Regions from separate parts of the Mus musculus genome. Here all the other regions are linked to region 1. A link is a contact called in public promoter capture Hi-C data. All regions are on one chromosome and are shown on one strand. Each heading gives the region's core, a stretch centred on a gene start, on an enhancer-like site or on the middle of the called end of the contact. The rest is flanking DNA. Distances are from core to core; before and after follow the strand shown. Region 1 holds the start of Ralgps1 (Ral GEF with PH domain and SH3 binding motif 1). Region 2 overlaps Garnl3 (GTPase activating RANGAP domain-like 3). Region 3 overlaps Garnl3 (GTPase activating RANGAP domain-like 3).

Evidence for each region. Promoter capture Hi-C pulls out the DNA fragments that hold promoters and counts their contacts.
Region 2: a promoter capture Hi-C map of the 3T3-L1 cell line shows a contact between it and region 1, with 5 times the contacts expected there. The contact joins the enhancer-like site here to the promoter of Ralgps1 in region 1. A contact is called at or near these places in 18 of 39 promoter capture datasets (the 3T3-L1 cell line, 3T3-L1-derived adipocytes, the C10 cell line and 12 more), 2 of 484 Hi-C or Micro-C datasets (bone marrow-derived macrophages and embryonic stem cells), 6 of 115 datasets of contacts at active chromatin or transcription factors (T-cell acute lymphoblastic leukemia, embryonic basal ganglia, embryonic forebrain and 3 more) and 3 of 9 other capture datasets (adipose tissue, liver and macrophages).
Region 3: a contact with region 1 is called in a promoter capture Hi-C map of hippocampal neurons, with 2.6 times the contacts expected there. The contact joins the enhancer-like site here to the promoter of Ralgps1 in region 1. A contact is called at or near these places in 14 of 39 promoter capture datasets (the 3T3-L1 cell line, 3T3-L1-derived adipocytes, HPC-7-derived erythroid cells and 9 more), 1 of 15 datasets of contacts at CTCF or cohesin (large pre-B cells), 15 of 484 Hi-C or Micro-C datasets (8-cell embryo, CD8 T cells, the MNK3 cell line and 10 more), 11 of 115 datasets of contacts at active chromatin or transcription factors (bone marrow-derived macrophages, embryonic forebrain, embryonic stem cells and 4 more) and 2 of 9 other capture datasets (embryonic stem cells and liver).

Annotation. Positions count from the first base shown.
Region 1 is chr2:33,369,514-33,373,077 of GRCm38.p6, forward strand. Ralgps1 (Ral GEF with PH domain and SH3 binding motif 1) reads right to left here and starts at 1,981. Exons shown (of 20, transcript NM_175211.5): 1 at 1,757-1,981.
Region 2 is chr2:33,023,212-33,026,775 of GRCm38.p6, forward strand. It overlaps Garnl3 (GTPase activating RANGAP domain-like 3), which reads right to left. Exons shown (of 30, transcript NM_001355200.1): 13 at 2,869-2,977; 14 at 278-323. Among named protein-coding and RNA genes, the nearest start is that of Slc2a8, 43 kb to the left of the region's middle. Within about 2 kb of position 2,025, at least 40 of the 459 cell types and tissues checked have an H3K27ac peak or open chromatin away from gene starts, as enhancers often do.
Region 3 is chr2:33,089,193-33,092,756 of GRCm38.p6, forward strand. All of the region lies in intron 2 of Garnl3 (GTPase activating RANGAP domain-like 3), which reads right to left. Among named protein-coding and RNA genes, the nearest start is that of Garnl3, 40 kb to the right of the region's middle. Within about 2 kb of position 1,584, at least 15 of the 459 cell types and tissues checked have an H3K27ac peak or open chromatin away from gene starts, as enhancers often do. A contact at or near this core is called in the MNK3 cell line, cerebral cortex, cortical neurons and 1 more, where this site is marked.

The DNA of each region.
Region 1 (3,564 bases), core at 731-3,230:
GTCTGCCGTGCTCTTCATCCTAAAGTCTTCTTTCTGAAACGTGGCAGAATCAAGTTGGTAGTGGGAGTATTCCAATGGGCTCTACTATAGGCCTAGCCCATCAGCTAAGATCCACACTGGACCTGGGGTCCAAAGGTCAGCCAACAAGGGAAACACGCTTCCCTTTCCATTCATCATGGCTCCCCAGGCTGCATTCCTGCCCAAGGCTGCACAGGGAGTACCATAATCTAAACCACCTCTAGTTTGGAGGAGGGAATTCCCCAACACAAATGTGATTCAAACTCTCAAGAGAAAGAGACTTTTATTTTTCTTTTTTTCTTTTTTCTTTTTCTTTGTGTGTGTGTGTGTGTGTGTGTGTTTTGTTTTGTTTTTTTTTTTTTTTTGAGACAGGGTTTCTCTGTGTAGCCCTGGCTGTCCTGGAACTCACTCTGTAGACCAGGCTAGCCTCGAAATCAGAAATTGCCTGCTTCTGCCTCCCAAGTACTGGGATTAAAGGTGTGCGCCACCACTGCCCGGCAAGAAAGAGACCTTAACTCACCTCTTGACAAGGAATTCCCCTCTGGCCCTGGAAGGTCACAATTAGGCACCAGGGATGGTCACTTTGACAACAACAAAACACACAAAAAGGCAAAAATAACTCCCAGGTGTCTGTCCCAGCTCCAAAGAGCCAAGTTCTCATTCCGCCTCTTCGCCCCCACCACGCTGCCTTTTCTATCTTTTTGAGACCAGCACTGTGAAGATCTGCATGAGCATCTGCTACCATGAGATCCAGAACCCTTCCGAGCATAGCATCAACGACTACTCTTGAAGAGCACACATTTTCCAACAGCTGATCAACCAATGAAACCTAACCACCCCGAAATCCAGCCAAGCTCCTTCAACAGCAACAGGGGAGTAAAACAAAAACAACAACAACAACAACAAAGGCAGTGTGCCCACTTAGGGCTCGGTTTGGCTCAGGAAAGCAGTCGGCCTATTAACCAGGGCAGCTGCGATCCTTGTACGACTCAGCAAAGACACAGGCTGCCCTGGCCTGCCCCTCCAAGAGACAACCATGGATGCCTCCAGAGCCTGCAGAAAACCCAAAGCCCCAAGACGGCGGCGGAGAGGGCAGCTTCTTCCTTCTCCAAAAAGGGTCCCACTCACCCTCAGGCTAGTCCTCACCTGCAGCCCTGCTTCCGGACCTGCCAATGATCCTCAGCCCCGCCCCCTGCCTCCCCCCGCCCCCGCCCCTACAGGGTTTCCCCAGCCCCGCCCACTGCACCTGTGCTTTTCCCTAGACTCTCCTTGCAGCCCCTCCCATTGCCACCCCATGCCCCGCCCCTCGCACCTGAGCCCTTTCCCCGCCGCTAACCTACACACAGGTTCCCTTTCTGGTCCCAGAGACCTGAGCTCCCTCCAGACCCCACGCCTCGCGCCCAGGCTCCGCCCCCAATCCATCAGGCCGCGGGACCCGCCTCCTGCACCTGCGCCCTTTCCCCCCCAACACCACCACCACCACCACCACCCCCCCCCCCCGCTCCGCCATCTCCCCGACAACCACACGCTGTCATTCGCGTCCCTGGGACCCGAGCTGGCCATGGTCCCGCCCCCCCCTCCAACCCCAAGCCGAGGTCCCACCCTCGAGCCGAGGCCCCGCCCCACCCCCTCCGGCCGGGGATCCCGCCCCGCCCGCCCCCATTCTCCCCCCCCCTCCGCCCCCCGCACCTGCAGCGGCTCGCGCCCAGGGCCCCGCCCCGCCAGCCGCTCCTCTCACCGCTGTAGTCCGGGCTGGTCACCTTGACGAGGGCCGCAGTGGCTGCCACCGCTTCTTCATGGTCTTGCGAGAGGCCCAGCGGCAGCGGCGCCTTCGTTCCGAGACCGGGGCCGGATTGAGGTTGAGCCAGGCGCAAGCTTGAAACGCGAGGCCGACGCGGGAGCCCAGCCGGTGCCCAGCCGCAGTAGGAACCGTCCACTCCTGGGCCTGAGCGGCGGCCGGCTCAGCCAATCGGCGCGCGGCACCATACCAGGGTTCTCCAACCAGCTTGCCGTAGGGGCGGAGACACGCAAATGAACCGGCTGGTTGCACCAGTGCGCAGCCGCTGCAGCAGCGGTCCCCGTTCCCCCCACCCCCCCACCCCCCACCCCACCAGCCGCGGCCTGCGCTTCGGTCTTGCAGACGCTCAGGCTTGCAAGGATGCTCTGCTGTTCTCGTCGGGCTCAGCCGCCCGCCACGCCCACCCCCTGCCTAGAAATAGACTCAGTCTACAAACATCCTTCCAGGCCTCACCCAGTGTCCTTCTTAAATTCCTACCTAGAGTTTATCGTTTTCAACAACAACATCAAAAAAAAAAAAAAAAAAAAAAAAAAAAAAAAAGGCTTTGTGAGCAAGACATCATCACCTTAGTCCCATTCTTCACAAACCTATCCCTAGGTTTCTTTATGTGATTCTAAATCTGTCAAATTGACAATCACAGTCAATCCAATAACACACTTCGAGGTCCTTGAGACTGACCCATGGTTTTCACAACAGGTAAAAGTTAGGCCTGAAGAGGGTCTTGCCCAAGACCATAGCGTTCAAAGCAGGGAGAATGGGCCTGGAAGCTGTCTCCCTGCACCCAGACCCTTTTATGGCTGGGCCAGGCAAACGCAGTGAGTAGAGCTTAAATCATCTGGCTTAAAGGCAGAGATACTAAGTTACAAAGACCGTGGAAGCCAGTGGGTGGCTGTGAATCCCTAAAGTCAGAACCACAGCAAAATTCTGTTACGCCTACAAGAGAAAGGAGGGTAGGATGCTCTTTGGACTTGTAGACAAGATCATTTTGATAACGTAATTTTTGCTGCTATGGCGTCGCTTATGGAAAGATTTAGATACTGCACTATTTAAAAGAAGAGGGAGAGGAAAACAAGAGAATCAGCAGAAATTAAACCACTTTAAGAGTGAGGTGAGGGAATAGGGGATCTCTGAGGCAAACGTCTGCTATTTTGCATGAAGAACACAGTGATGCCCGAAGGATAGTCTTAAACTGTTTCCCTTAGATAAAACAAGAGATGCATGGTGTGAGGATTCTTTTAGAAAATTTGGAATCCAGAGAGGCTGAGAGCTGAGCGCAAGCTTGAGGAAGCTTGGGTAGATGGCTATAAAGTTAGGAGTGATGGTCTAGCGTAAAGTGGAGTGCTCAGGACACGCATAAGAAAATGGACGTAGCCAGGCGGTGGTGGCGCTCGCCTTTAATCCCAGCACTTGGGAGACAGAGGCAGGCGGATTTCTGAGTTCGAGGCCAGCCTGGTCTACAAAGTGAGTTCCAGGATAGCCAGGGCTACACAGAGAAACCCTGTCTCGAAAAACCAAAAAAAAAAAAAAAAAAAGAAAAAGAAAAAGAAAGAAAGAAAGAAAATGGACGTGCTTGTAGAGGTAACCCTAATGCTTAGGATTTGGGGGATGGAAACTGGAGACTTGCTGTGACTTGCTGGCTAGCAGATTCAGTGAGAGACCCTATCTCATGGGGATAAGATGGAGAGTATAAAGCAGGACACTTGACATCCTCCTCTGGCCACCTCTGCATGCGTGTGCATCACCTGCAC
Region 2 (3,564 bases), core at 775-3,274, 350 kb before region 1:
GGACAGCAGGCAAGGGGCACTCTGACCAAGGTCAGACAGACAACTTCTCCTGTAAAGTACAAACACCAAACTAACCCTGAACCCTGGGCCTACTGTGCATAGCAATACTACATGGAGCAAAATCTTTCCCTGAAGAGAGAGACAGAATATTCTAGAAGGTGAGATTGCACCTAATGAACCCCAGAAGCAAGCACATCAGGGTCGTTTGAGGGCCAATACCGACTGGTGACACAAATTTTAGAATTAGAGCAAGAAGAGAGACAAGGTCTTTACCTACCTGTAATTGTCATTTTGCTGGTCATACCTCACTAAGGCAAAAATATCTGTGGGGACAGTCAAGGCAACTCATCAATACCCTTGATGTTCACACTGGAGAGCTGGATCTGAGAACCCTGCCTGCAGAAGTGTTCTTGAGCAGGCCTCCCTGTGGCTAGGTACCTACTGCTCTGAAGTTGGGACAAAACTCCACCCCTTTACAAGGGACACACACACACAGGGGAGCCCTGTGCCTAGTGTTAGCATCTGTGTGGTCTTATACTGGGAAAAGGTTAGGTGAAGCCTCCACAGCTGTCATGGGAGTGTATAAGGAAATCCATGAAACAGTCAAGCAGCCAGGGAACCAGAGCAGCAGCTCCTGGCGCCGGCTACTCATCTATTCCACCACACGGGGAAACAATGGAAATGTTTCTGCTGTACACTTTCCCTCTCCTCCTGCCTCTGGCAGACAAAACAGACCGAGCCAGTGTAGCCGCTGGCAGCTGCTGAGCAGAGGCGCCTGTGCTTGGGATGAAGCTCAACGAGCGGCTCGGGCTGTGGGTCAGTGGCAGAGCACTTTCGGGACTTGTGGGAGACCTGGCTTCCACCAGCGTTTAAGAAAAAAGGACAAATGATATGCTATGGGGCTTCAATCTCAATACAACTCTTTAAAAATAAATCAAAGAGCACAACTGCCGCACCCAATAGTGCTCCTCTGGCCTGCTCTCACATCTCACCTCCAGCCCTGCTGCTGCCTGGGGCTGAAGGCAGCAACACTCGGGTGCAGCCACTCCTGTACTCTGCGGGATGAGGTCACACCGACCACCTGCATATGTGCTCAGGCCAGTGTGCAGAATGTCTAATAGGGAGCACCCTAAAGTGTCTCTAGCTATCTAGCTACCTTGTCTTCTGGGCTTCACTCAGAGAAGCCTTCTGTCACCAGGAAAAGGGGAATATTAGTGCCACAGCCCAATAAATGGGGGACATTATGCTGTAAGTAGGAGGAGCCAAGGAGGGTGTGTCTTCACCTTAATTATAACCCCTACCCTTGTGGGAGAAATTTGGCCATTTCAACTTTTAAAAACCTCCTTGTGAGCTCTGTTGTCTGACTTGAGACAAGTCAGTTTTATTGGCAGGCACCTGATGCGCAGTGGTCTGTCCCCCGGTGTTTTTCCCGGGGTCTCTGGGAACAGGAGTAATGAGACTCAACTTCATTCTGAGAATGCCCACTAGATGTCCTTTCCTTACTGTGGCCAACCTTCTGAGCCGCTGCCTTGAGATTGGCTCTCCTGGCCTGTAACCATGGTAAGTGGGCCGTGACTGAGGTCTGGCAGATAGGACGAACACATGCCCTGGGGTTGTCTGGCTGAGCAATGTTGAGAGGGCCAGCCCCACCACGGGCATCTACAGACAGTGAGCTGGGCAGGGTTAGGCGATGTGCGTAACATTGTTAATGTTACCATGCCGCAGCATACTTCAACTTAGCAGGTAGTATCAGGCTTAGAATAATTTCTCACAGTGAACTCCTGCCTCAGCCTCTCGGGTGCTGTAATTACAGGTGTCAGTCTGCATGCCCAGATACACACACACACACACACACACACACACACACACACAGGCCCAGGCCTTCAGTGTGTTGGAACTACAGGCATGCGGCAACAGATTTTATAGTTGACGTCACTTCCCAGAGGGGTCACTACTTATCCTTCACAATTGTTCATTACCAGTTCATAATAGGAAGCTTGCCTCACTTCACAGACTTCCTGAGGAAAGAGGAGGCATTCTGAAAGTCAATGTGGGTGTGGTCGCATGCTCCTGTAACCCTAGCACCCAGAGGTCTGAGGCAGCAGGCCGGAAGTGAGCTGGGAAACACTGTCTTCTGACCTGCAAACTCACAGCCAGTGCCTACCTGTACTGGCCTAGGCCCATCAACATCCCACTGTGGATGGGGAGGGGCTCCTGAGGCCCTGCCCCTCCCTGAAGAGCTATAGGCAGTTAATGGCTGCTGGGGTACAAAGAGCCATTTTCGGGCTGGAGAGATGGCTCAGTGGATGACTGCTCTTCCAGAGGTCCTAAGTTCATTTCCCAGCAACCACATGGTGGCTCACAGCCATCTGTAATGGGATCTGATGCCCTCTTCTGGTGTGTCTGAATACAGCTTCAGTGAACTCACATACATAAATAATTTAAAAAAAAGTCATTTTCTCAGTGGTGTAGCTACTGATGAGCTGCTCTCACTCAAATAAATGACCATCTGCGTAGGCTTTAACTGCATCCCTGGTTAGACACAGGTGGGACACACCCAGGTGAGAAAGCAGAGGGGCCTTGTTAGGAAGAAGGGGTGGTCAGAAGAGGGGAAGGATGGGAGGGTAGTGGAGGGTGTGGTGAAGGGATCTTGTGTGTGTATAAATTGAGAAACACAATGAAACAGTCCCCGAGGACTCCTCCCCGCTGCCTCAGAGGCGGGCAAGAAAGAAACACGCAGCACTTGGGCACACTGCCCGGTGGCGGGTGTCAGACTAGCCGCTCAGGTGGGTGTCACGCTGCCTATTACATGTCCTGGGAGGCCCCAGGAGGCTGGTGGGCAGGAGCATTTATGAAGACCCAGGATACGTGTAAAATGGGAGCGGATCATGGAAGGCTTAAAGGCGGGAGAGGACTCCTCTCCTTCCTGGAACACGATGGTGACAATATCGTTTCCAATGTGGCGCTTCCTTTCCACCTGTGAGGAGGAGAAATGACATGGTGAGAAGAGCTGCTCTGACAAGGGTCACTCAGTTAAGACACTGTAGCAAACCACCACAGCCACTGCACAGCCGGACGTCATGTGGCCTTGACAAGCCACCGGGCTCCTCTCCCAGTGCAAACCTCCTCACCAGCTTGAAGGACAACGTTCCCTCCACCCGTTGCTTCCTTATACCCTGACCTGTTCTGGGACCCATAGGAGCTCAGGAAGCAGTCACGAGGGTGTCTGAGGGAGAGACATGCACATGGGCTTCAAACAGTCTACCCCAGTGCTCCTCCACTGACCTACACCTCTGACTCTCCTCTGCTCATTTGAATGTTCATACTTAGTGCCAAGATGGCTCTATCTAATTTGACCCTAGTTGTCTTTCCAAAATGAGTTCCTAGATATGCGGTTGACACTTTTTTTTTGTATAAAAGGCCAGACAGCTTCAGAGACAGAGACTGTGTGGACTCTTTATACCTACATGGTCCCTAAAGCAGGAAAGCTACCACAAAGAATGTGTGAGCAGTGAGCGGGTGTGGTGTATGCCAGTAACACTGCACCCAGCAGGACAGAACAGG
Region 3 (3,564 bases), core at 334-2,833, 280 kb before region 1:
GCACTTTTCTAAGTTACGGAGGCTGGTTTTGAACTTGGATCCTCCTCCCTCAGCTTCCAAAATATCTGGATAACAGGCCTATACCATTAGGCTCACCATAATAAGTAACGTTTCATGCTGAATGCCTTGGAGAGGAGAGGCTTTCTTACATAGCTGCTTTGAATGCCCCACTACAACCTAAGCAATAGGATTCATACCCAGTTCCTACCATGAGTAAGCTCTGTAGTCAGCAAGAGGTGTAATGTAACTTCTGTAGAGGGGACGCAGAAGAAGCCCAGACCAGGATGACTCTACATCAGGACAGCAATCCACTGTCTGCTTTGAAAGCAGTTTTCTTGGAACACAGCCACACCTACAGATTATGGACTGTCCATCTGCTTTGGCATTTCAACAGTGGACTTGAGTAGTTCCAACAGAAACCCTGATGGCTTATAAAGCTCAAGTTCTTTACTAAATGGCTCTCAAAAGAAAACAAACAAAAACCACACTGCCATCCCCTGTAGTGGTCTCATGAATCCCTACAGTTGGTTTCAGGGCCTTAATTCCCATAAAACACTCACTCTGATTCCCCTGGAGAGCTCTGTAACAATGCAGATTTCCTGGTCCTAGTCCCAGAGACCAGGTCTCTGAACACAGAGAATCGTGTTCAGCCCATCTGCCAGCCAAGCAAGCAGCCTGGAGGTTCCACTGCAGGTGGTCACAGGTGATACTTTGAAAAATTAATCTCTCGGTGCTTCTGGAATCCCTGGAAAACCTGGCAACCATGCTATAGTATATCCACAAGGAAGCACCAAGCCACCCGGGGAAGTGGTGACGCACACCTTTAATCCCAGCACTTGGGAGGCAGAGGCAGGCAGATTTCTGAGTTTGAGGCCAGCCTGGTCTACAGAGTGAGTTCCAGGACAGCCAGGGCTACACAGAGAAACCCTGTCTCAAAAAAAAAAAAAAAAAAAAAAAAAAGAAGTACCAGGCCTAGGCTCCTGTCGATGGGAGGAAGTGGGTGTTTTCCCTCCAAGCACTGCTGCAGCCACAGCCCTGGGCTCCTAGCCTCTCTGGACATCAGTTCCCTCATCTTTGAATTGTGGGTAAAGATATTCCATTTAAGAGAATTACAAAGAATCCATAAGGAAAAGCAGCCAATATGCTAAGTTACACTATGAAAGCTCATCTGAGTGTTTGCTATTATTATTGCCTCAATTATTAATCTCAGTTTCTCTCAGGTTTTTAGAGAGAGCCAAGAAGAGGAATTTGCCATAAATAATTAACCTTTAAAAAGACTTTTAAATAAACTCCTTCTTCCCTCATGTATCAGCAAGAGAGAGCCTGGTCCAAGCAGTGGGCTTCCTGGGACCAGACTGAGGGCACGTACCAATGCTGGCACCCATCTTCTCCTTAAGAGTGTTGGCCTAGCAGGGTACTTCAGTTAGAAACTACTCCAGACCTACTGCTGCCATGACAGGAGAAAAGACAAGTGAGGCTGGTGCAGTGGGCCACCAGAGCGAGGCAGGTGCAGACAGGAAGCAGGAAACTTCCAACTCCCTATGTACCGTGCTGTCCAGGCTCTAAATAGAAAGCCTTCTGTTTCTGAAAAGTGGTGTGGAAGGATGCTGGCTCTCACTTTGGAAGCTCGAACAGTGTGGAGGACCTCCATGCTAAGTCTCTACATATGGCCTGGGATGGAATCAAAGCCTTCCGCTCTACACACAGGCTAGAGCAGCTGCTATTATGTAAGTCTGATTCCTGGAAAGCAGGAGCAGGTCCTCTGCCGAGTCAAGAGCTGCTAAGACTGAGTAAGAAGACAAGGGGAGACAGGTGGTTCCCACCCCGCTGGCCCTGAGATCGGTGCCACCCCTCTCAACTGGCCAGACCCATGCGGCCAGGCTCCCATTGGGTCTCAGACCCAGTTAATGTTTAAAACCAACAGCATCAATAAATGCTCTCTCTGGTCAGTGAAGAGACTTTGTGAGAAACACCATGCAGTTTTCTTAAGTTCTCCAGTAGGAGAGTTCAATGTGAGTGCCAACACAGGCCTTAGCCCCCTGACAAGCACACAGCAGGACACAGATGGAAAGGATCCCCCACTGAAGGCCAAATCAACTTTTTAATGGTGCCAGACTACAGACTGAGGCTTGGAAGGAATCCAGGGTTTCCTAACAACAGGTACCAAAATAGCATGGTATACAAGAGACCAGTTGTCTTGCTTTCTAAAATATATCAAGAGACAGAAAAGCAGAGATGTGATTGTACATTAATTCTAATGATGACATATAAGACTTCTAGTGAAGGCATGGAGGAAATCAGGAAGTAGGAACCAAGGAGGGAGGTTTCTGGAGTGAATGCATCCCCCAAATCAGGGCCCTTTGATTATTTAATTTTTATCTTTAACGTGCTTGGGTGTTTTTACACATACATGTATGTGTATCACATGTGTGCATTCCCTAAGAGGTTAGAAGACGGCATGGGGTCCTCTGGACTCAAGTTATAGATAATCGTGAGTTGCCAGGTGGGTGCTGGGAATTGAACTCTGGTCCTCTAGAAGAGCAGACTATGCTCTTAACTGCTGAGCCATCTCCCCAGTCTGCTAGTCCTCTTTTTTTTTTTCTTTAAACACTTTGAAATACATTCTTCACATAATATTTATGTATCCACTAAGTTTTGAGGAAGGCCATATACCCAGAGCCTACATGGTTCCTTAGCATAAAGAGTCCTGTGATAAATCACTGCACAGTTCTCTTCACTAACAATCTCTACCAGTCTAAAACTGCTTCTCTGGAATGAAAAGCGATGACCACCACAAATAATGCAGAAGGTGTGAAGAAGCTTCCACACTTGCTCATTGCAGAGAGGCCATTTCTGATTAAACTACACAGTTACCATACGATCCTGCAATTACACCATGGGGCATTTATTCCAGAAGAACGAAAATATTACACCCACAAAAACCTGTCTGAAACACATTCAGTTTATGCTTATTAATAATAGCCTCAAACTAGAAACAATCCAGATGTTTTCCTAGGGGCAAAGAATAAAACAAACGGCAACATATCCAACCTTGGAATACTACTTACCAAGTAACTGACTAAAACCACTATGCACAACAATGTGGATGACTCTTTAGGGGAGCTGTGGTGAGTGGATTTAGCCACTCCCAAAGGTTTCACTCAATACAATTCTACTTATATAACATTTTTCTTTGTTTGTTACAGTGCCTCATATATCTTGAACTCACTATGTAGCTAAGGAAAACACTGAACTCTTGATTCTCCTGTCTCCACTACAGAGTTCTGGTTTTATAGGTATATAACCCCACTCCTGGTTTACTTAGCATCCTTGAAATGGCAGGGTTCTGGTTATGACAGCCCCACCCTAGGGATGGAACTATCCTGCTTCTTCTCTGTGGTGCTGGACACAGTCATTTGCCCATGAGATCAAACTGCATGTGGAACTGGGGCGACTTAAGACCAGTGGATCCCATCTCTGTTTCCTGCCTGAGATGCTATATGATGCTGTATTCCGTAGTCATGCAAGATGTCTCCAACAGCATTCTCTGTGTTAGTTCTCACA